Regions from separate parts of the Danio rerio genome. Here region 1 is linked to region 2. The links are chromatin contacts, called in public Hi-C maps. All regions are on one chromosome and are shown on one strand. The core of a region is the stretch at or near the end of the contact, and the rest is flanking DNA. Distances in the headings are between cores, read along the strand shown. Region 1 holds the start of itprid2 (ITPR interacting domain containing 2). Region 2 overlaps cerkl (CERK like autophagy regulator).

Region 1 (3,755 bases), core at 692-3,191, 73 kb after region 2:
TAACTAAACAGCTGAGACTTTGGTTATTTTTGTTGACTTGGCCATTACAATAAAGTGAATGCAATGTTTGATTTTATATAAGTCATTGTTATGCCCTAACCATAGAATAAGGAGATTTAAGTCCTTTTCCTCACTAAAAAACAAGGCTTATTTTATTGTCACACATTCATGTTCCCTCACAGATTTCAAAGGAAAGCCTTAGTTGCAGAAGGCATGCATAAGAAAACATCAGTGCTGAAGTTGTCAGGAAATATATTGATACTATAGATGTGCGACTGTAAATGTGGGAAAGGTGAATATAACATAATACTAAAGTTAAAAGTAGATAAAAACAGTTCAAAATAACTCTATATGTTGTTCTCAAAGCAACCGTGTGTATGTAAATTATGAAATAAAGTCATGTTTTAGAATGATATATTTTAAATATTTGTATATAGTTTACGAGACCCCCCTATTTTCCCTAAATTTCTGTTTAACGAAGAGCAGATTTTTTTCAATACATTTCTAAACATAATAATAACTAATTACTAATAACTGATTTATTTTATCTTTGCCATGATGACAGTAAATAATATTTTACTAGATATTTTTCAAGACACTTCTATACAGCTTAACATGACATTTAAAGGCTTAACTAGGTTAATTGGGTTAACTAGGCAGGTTAGAATAATAAGGCAAGTTATTGCATAAGGATGGTTTGCCCTGTAGACAGTCGGGAAAAAAAACAGTTTAAAGGGGCTAATAATTGTGTCCTTAAAATAGTGTTTAAAAAATTTAAAACTGCTTTTATTCTACACAAAACAAAACAAATAAGACTTCCTCCAGAAGAAAAAATATTATCAGACATACTGTGAAAATTTCCTTGCTCTATTAAACATCATTTTGGGAAATATTTAAAAAATAAAAAAATAAAAAATCAAACGGGGGCTAATAATTCTGACTTCAACTATTTTAAAAATATATGATTTTGTTTATATTTTTTCTATGTAATATAATTGCTTTTAGTTTTAGTCTGTAAATATATGACATTTTTTCAAATTTTGATTTATTAATTTGGTATATAGAATGAAAAATTGTCATGTTTTTATTTATTTTACACGATTTTATTTATTCATTTCAACACGATAACAATGGTATTTTCTTCAGACTAAACATATTTTATAAAATAATTTTTTAATCACAGCAAATTAAAACATTAGTTATGCTTGCTGACATGTTGTCATTAGTAAAATGTATTTATTATTATTAAAGTTTATTTTGCCAGTTTTCTACATGAGAAAAATATGATTGAAGCATAATTCAGAAACAAATTAAATAAATAATATTATAATATTTAAAATATTTCTTTTAGTTTGTAAACTATCTGTAAACTACGGCGTTCCTTTCAATTTTAACATAACAATCTTGTCATGTTTTCAAATGTTTACCAATGTTCTTTACTTCAGATTAAAAGAAATAATAAATAAAATAACCCTGATTTATAATCACAATCAAATCACGTGCTCCTCTCGAGATTAGTTTGTGAAAATTCACTTAAAATAAGATTTTATTATTATTAAAGTAATTTTAAATTTTAAATAAATAGAAACAACAATAATGCGTATTTAGATCAAGAATCATTTAAAGACAACACTATCTATCTATCTATCTATCTATCTATCTATCTATCTATCTATCTATCTATCTATCTATCTATCTATCTATCTATCTATCTATCTATCTATCTGTCTGTCTGTCTGTCTGTCTGTCTGTCTGTCTGTTGTAACTGTAATAACTGTACTGTATTTTTGGTTTTGATCTATAGTTTTAAAGTCATTGGTTTGGATGAGGTAGGGATGGTGTACTGCTTATCTTCTTCCAGCAGGTTTCAGGCCAGGCGTATTTTTGGGCTTCGTCTCGCCCATCTCGATACTTTTTTCCGGAAGCGGAAGCGTTGCACTTGAAGTTTTGGAATAGTTTTGGCAGATGATTCAGTGCACAGATACTTCTATATCAGCGCGCGATCATCATCATCATCATCACGTCCAGTCGAGACATGGTAAGTTTGGCTTTTCAGCTTTTTTTTTTTTTTGCTTTGTTTTATCTTCTGCTACAGTTACTTTCGCTGTTTGTTTTCTAATCTCGCGATGGGCTGAAGCTGTTTTACGCGGAGATGCTCACTGAAATACTGTTCGTGCTGATTTAAATGCGCAACAGCCTATGGTGTTTTTAAGCACGCGCTCATTTCTCAAGTGTATTTACAGAGTCTAATAGAGTTGTTTAGCATGCGCGCGTGATTGAGAGAGTAAATTAGTATTTATATTTTGTAAAAGGTAAAGTGAAGAGAACTTTTACGCGGTGATGGATGATCCTCTGGACTATGTAACAAAGTTTTGCAACTAATCGGATGACTTTAATATGACAAACTGATGATGTGTCTGATTACTAATGATGATGATGGTTATGATAATTGTGCCATGGCCATGTCACCTGCTGTTTGTGCCTGGAAAGCGATCAAATGTGAAGTTTATAGCCTCATTAAAAAGCCTTAGTGATGTGCTTGAACTTTAGTGATGTTCATTGGAATGATAATAACACTGATAGTATCCCAGTCTTTGAATTCTTGATGCATTACTAATCAAGCGAGCGGAATAAAAGAAAGCATGAAGAGCTTAATTCAGCGCCACCCAAAGCTCTCATCTGAAGTGGAAGAAGTGTTTAAAGGCCTTTGTGTTTTCTTGATCACTTAAGATGACACTTATATCCGAAAAGAAATGTCTGACTGGAGATTTTGCTGTAGTTTAATTGTGTTCTCAACCTGAACACTTGTCGTCGGAGCACCTAGCGTCTGTCATATGGGCAAAGCCAAATCAGTTGTAGTAAAATGGTAAAAATAACTATATAGTCTTACAAGATGTCTATAAAAGGGCTTGATGCAAATTATGTGCAAACAAACATGCACAAAACTACTATAATGACATCTACTACGTCGGAGAGTTTGTGTAAATCTTATGCAAGTGTGCTGATGGCTATACAACTATATGGACTTTTAAGGTAAGCAGCTAGCCTAGCAAGCAGCCAGTTCTATTCTGAGAGGATAAATAACAAAGCTTTATTATTATTTTATTAAATTTATTTCTACATATCTAATGCACATCAGTTATGGTTATCTCTGTCAGTTCCTATTAAGTGTAGCTGCTTCATATTTGATACAGAGTAGAGTACATTACAGTACATAGCCTGATTGTTGTTTAACCATATATGAGCAGTTCCATGCAAATGTCAACCTTGCCATGAAAAAAAAAGTTTTCGCCAAAATACCGAAATTGTTTCTACGTTTTGTGTGTGTGTGTGTGTGTGTGTGTGTGTGTGTGTGTGTGTGTGTGTGTGTGTGTGTGTGTGTAAGCAAGTATTTTACATGCTCAAAAGTATCTCTGTCAATGTTTTTAAACAATTTTTTTGATTTATCAGTCACACAAGTGGCAAATTTACATCGGTCATATCTATAACGGAGAGATGTCTCATCCTTAATGAAATTATTTTCTCATAAATGCAAAAATATGAAATCAAATAAATTATTTTTTGTTCTATAGAGAGCCAACACTCATCCTGTTGATATGCATTATTTATTTATTTATTTATTTTTGAGGTTGTGCTGTTTAATTCACAGAATTTCTACAAAGTATGCAGACTTGAAGACTTTTTTGTTCACGTTCACAACGCATGTATATTTCCCTCATTTAAAGTACAAAACATGTTTACAGATTGATAATTTT
Region 2 (3,375 bases), core at 824-3,323:
GCCTACATCTGTCCCTGTCCAGCCCCCATCTCAGCGCACAGAGGGTGCTGATGGGAAAGGTGAGGAGCATCTGAATGGTGTGGCTGAGGGTCTCCCTGTGGGGATGATGATTCGGCACAGGGGAGCGCTTTTCCCATAATCAGGGGTAAATTACCTGAGAGCTGGGTCAGGTTACACATTGATTTCAGAGGCAAACAAAAGCCCCAGGACTGCCCGTAAACACTCGCCTGCTGCGCTAATGAGAGGACTGAGATTGTCGTCCAGTGGTAGTTTGATATGCGAGGCATCAATGCTTCATGTTACAGTGCAGGGGTGTTTGTGTCATTTAGAATTCAGAATTCAAATGGCCTTTGAAATTTGAATTTTAAATTTTTTTTTTAATTTGACTTGAGGATGGCGAGTTGCATTTCAGCTTTATGTGCATTGAAGTACAGTTACAAAGTGAAATTCAAAGACAAAAGAAAGAAAGAAAGAAAGAAAGAAAGAAAGAAAGAAAGAAAGAAAGAAAGAAAGAAAGAAAGAAACTGAAAGAAAGAAACTGAAAGATGGATGGATGGAAGTAAATTGGAAGATAGATTGACAAACGGACAGATGAATGGATTGAAATTGGAGGATGGATGGATATATGGATGGAAATTGAAAGATGGATGGATGAATTGGTTGATGGATAGATGGAAGGAAATTAAAAAAGAAAGAAAGAAAGAAAGAAAGAAAAGAAAAGAAAAGAAAAATGGAAGATGGGTGGATGAAAGGAAGGGAATTTGAAGATAGATTGACAAATGGACAGATGGATGGATTGAAATTGGAGGATGGATGGATGGATGGATGGATGGATGGATGGATGGATGGATGGAAATTGGAAGAAAGAAAGAAAGAAAGAAAGAAAGAAAGAAAGAAAGAAAGAAAGAGAGAAAGAAAGAAAGAAAGAAAGAAAGAAAGACAAAAAATGGATGGATAGATGGATGGATGGATGGATGGATGCATGCATGGATGGATGATTGCATGGATAGATGGATGGATGGAACTTGAAATATGGATGGATGGATGGAAAGGAAATTAGAAGATAGACAGATGGATGGATGGATGGATGGATGGATGGATGGATGGATGGATGGATGGATGGATGGATGGATGGATGGATGGATGGATGGATGGATTGATGGATGGATGGATGGATAGATGGATGGATGGATGGATGGATGGAAATTGGAAGATGGATGGATGGATAGAAGTATGACTGGATGGATAGAAATTTGATAATAGATTAATTGACAGATGGATGTAGATAGATTATAGATAGATAGATAGATAGATAGATAGATAGATAGATAGATAGATAGATAGATAGATAGATAGATAGATAGATAGATAGATAGATAGATAGATAGATAGATAGATAGATAGATAGATGGTTGGACAGAAAGATGGATGGATAGAAATTAGATAATGGATGGAAATTGAAACATATTAAACAAGTAAATATATGAAAATATGAGTCATACCTAAGGTTTATGACAGATATAGATGGAGGTACTGTAGTAGTTTTGTTCATGACAGAATGTTGACTTGGCCGTGCCCCCTTAAAGAGGCACACAGAGGACAAGAGAGTCGCAACATACCTAACATAGCCATCAAACTGCACTTAAGTAACCCACAGACCGTTGCACTCACTGAGCCCACAATACCCAAACGGGCTTTCTGGGGTGCACAGAATATTTGCTAATCCTCAAGAACAGATGTCTTATTTTTGCCCTGAAATCCCTGGCTGGCTGACTGGCTGGCGAGGGGAGTGAGCCCTCCAACAGATAAGCCCAGATTGGGGCCTTGCAGTGGGAAAGGTCAGGATGGGAGAGAAGCTGGATCCGGCAGGCCCGAGGGGAGGTACGAGATCTGGGGGCCATACAGGAGATGGAACGGGCGAGAGAAAAAGAGTGTCACTGTCCTACGCCCGCTTTCCTACCGGCCGTGAGATCTCCATACGGGGGACGAGTGCTTCGACATTTCCTTAGATCCTCTGCCAAGAGCGGAGCATCTGGCATGGTGTCAGGGACTGGCATTAGCGCGCATTAGCAGTGGGGGAGACCCAGCCCTCTCCAGATTTGTCCCCTCCAGCAGGGGCATCACCAGGCAGGAGCTGCTCCAACCGCTAGACGAGGCGGGGAACTGCGGTGGAGGTTTGGGCTTCAAATCAATACACTTGCTTTCATTGGAACAATTAATTCACACAGGCGCCATATAATGAGAAGTACCAAGTGGAGGCTTGGAGAATAAAATTAGGCGTCCTATTAATTATTCCATGTTAAAACACAGGACGCACATGCATATTGTTCAATTAGAGCCATTGTAGTTCTCAGTGTGGACAATAACACCTTTCTTAATATTAACCAGAGAGGGGAAAAAACAGCACCATGTGTTTGGAGCCTCCATTATGTCTGCGTTCACGTCTATCTGGGGGCGGGTGTGACAGACAGAGAGATGGGGAAGATCCGTTGGGAATATGCGGGAAAAAATCCACAAGCAGAAATGGGTGAAAGTGATACTGCAGTCATACCTACAGCAGAGCTCATAGAAGCATCTGTCCACCCCGACACATCCCACAGGAGCACCAGATAGCCCTCACTGTGGCATATAGGGCTGGGAGTCTTTAGGTGCTTCGTAATTTGATTTGTTGTTGATGCTTCCAAAAATTGTTAGCTAAATCTTCATGTGAAATCTATTGCAGATATGAATATTCATAAACGTGTAACTAATCCACTTTTTTTTAAGTTGTGACGTATCGGTGACATACTTTATGGAATACAGTTTCTGAGTCCAAGCCGCTATTCATTTGAATTGAGAAAATATTCGTTTATGACTCTTTTTAGTCTTATCACACATTAAAGTAAATTTTATACAGCCCAGGCTCATTCTGAAAATGTAGTCTCATGGTATTTCTGGAGACTTCGAAATACGTCCCGGGAAGTACCTACTTTTGCAGTTTTTGTTTTCGCGAATTCGCGAGAGGACACTGTGTGCGCTTTTTTGCATCTCAAATGTGTCTTGCGAGTGCTGTTCGCACCCGTGTTGTTCTCGCGTAAACCTACCTACGAATACTATAGTAAGAACTTTCCCAATGATTATTTGATGTATTTGTTCTGGAGTTAATTCAAGCTTTTCTGCAACGATGAGTCACAGACAATGTCATTACAAAGTTCACACACTCACACTTAGTGGACACAGCACGCATGTTTAACTTTTTTTGCACGGCAAATGTGAAAGAATACAGGTTAATATCCCCTGCTGTATAGATATCGGTTATGTTAATATACAAAAAAAACCTGATTTATTGTCCACAAACCAGGATTGAAGCATCTTCTTTTATAATTATGCTGACAC

What was found. Hi-C and Micro-C count contacts between places; a contact is called where the count stands out from the background.
Region 1: a contact with region 2 is called in a Hi-C map of embryo, with 1.8 times the contacts expected there. The contact joins the promoter of itprid2 here to the enhancer-like site in region 2. A contact is called at or near these places in 5 of 18 Hi-C or Micro-C datasets (caudal fin, embryo and an unstated tissue) and 1 of 4 datasets of contacts at active chromatin or transcription factors (embryo).

What each region holds. Positions count from the first base shown.
Region 1 is chr9:46,043,872-46,047,626 of GRCz12tu, forward strand. It overlaps itprid2 (ITPR interacting domain containing 2), which reads left to right and starts at 1,942. Exons shown (of 19, transcript XM_073913157.1): 1 at 1,942-2,038.
Region 2 is chr9:45,970,673-45,974,047 of GRCz12tu, forward strand. All of the region lies in intron 2 of cerkl (CERK like autophagy regulator), which reads right to left. Among named protein-coding and RNA genes, the nearest start is that of cerkl, 58 kb to the right of the region's middle. Within about 2 kb of position 2,074, at least 7 of the 62 cell types and tissues checked have an H3K27ac peak or open chromatin away from gene starts, as enhancers often do.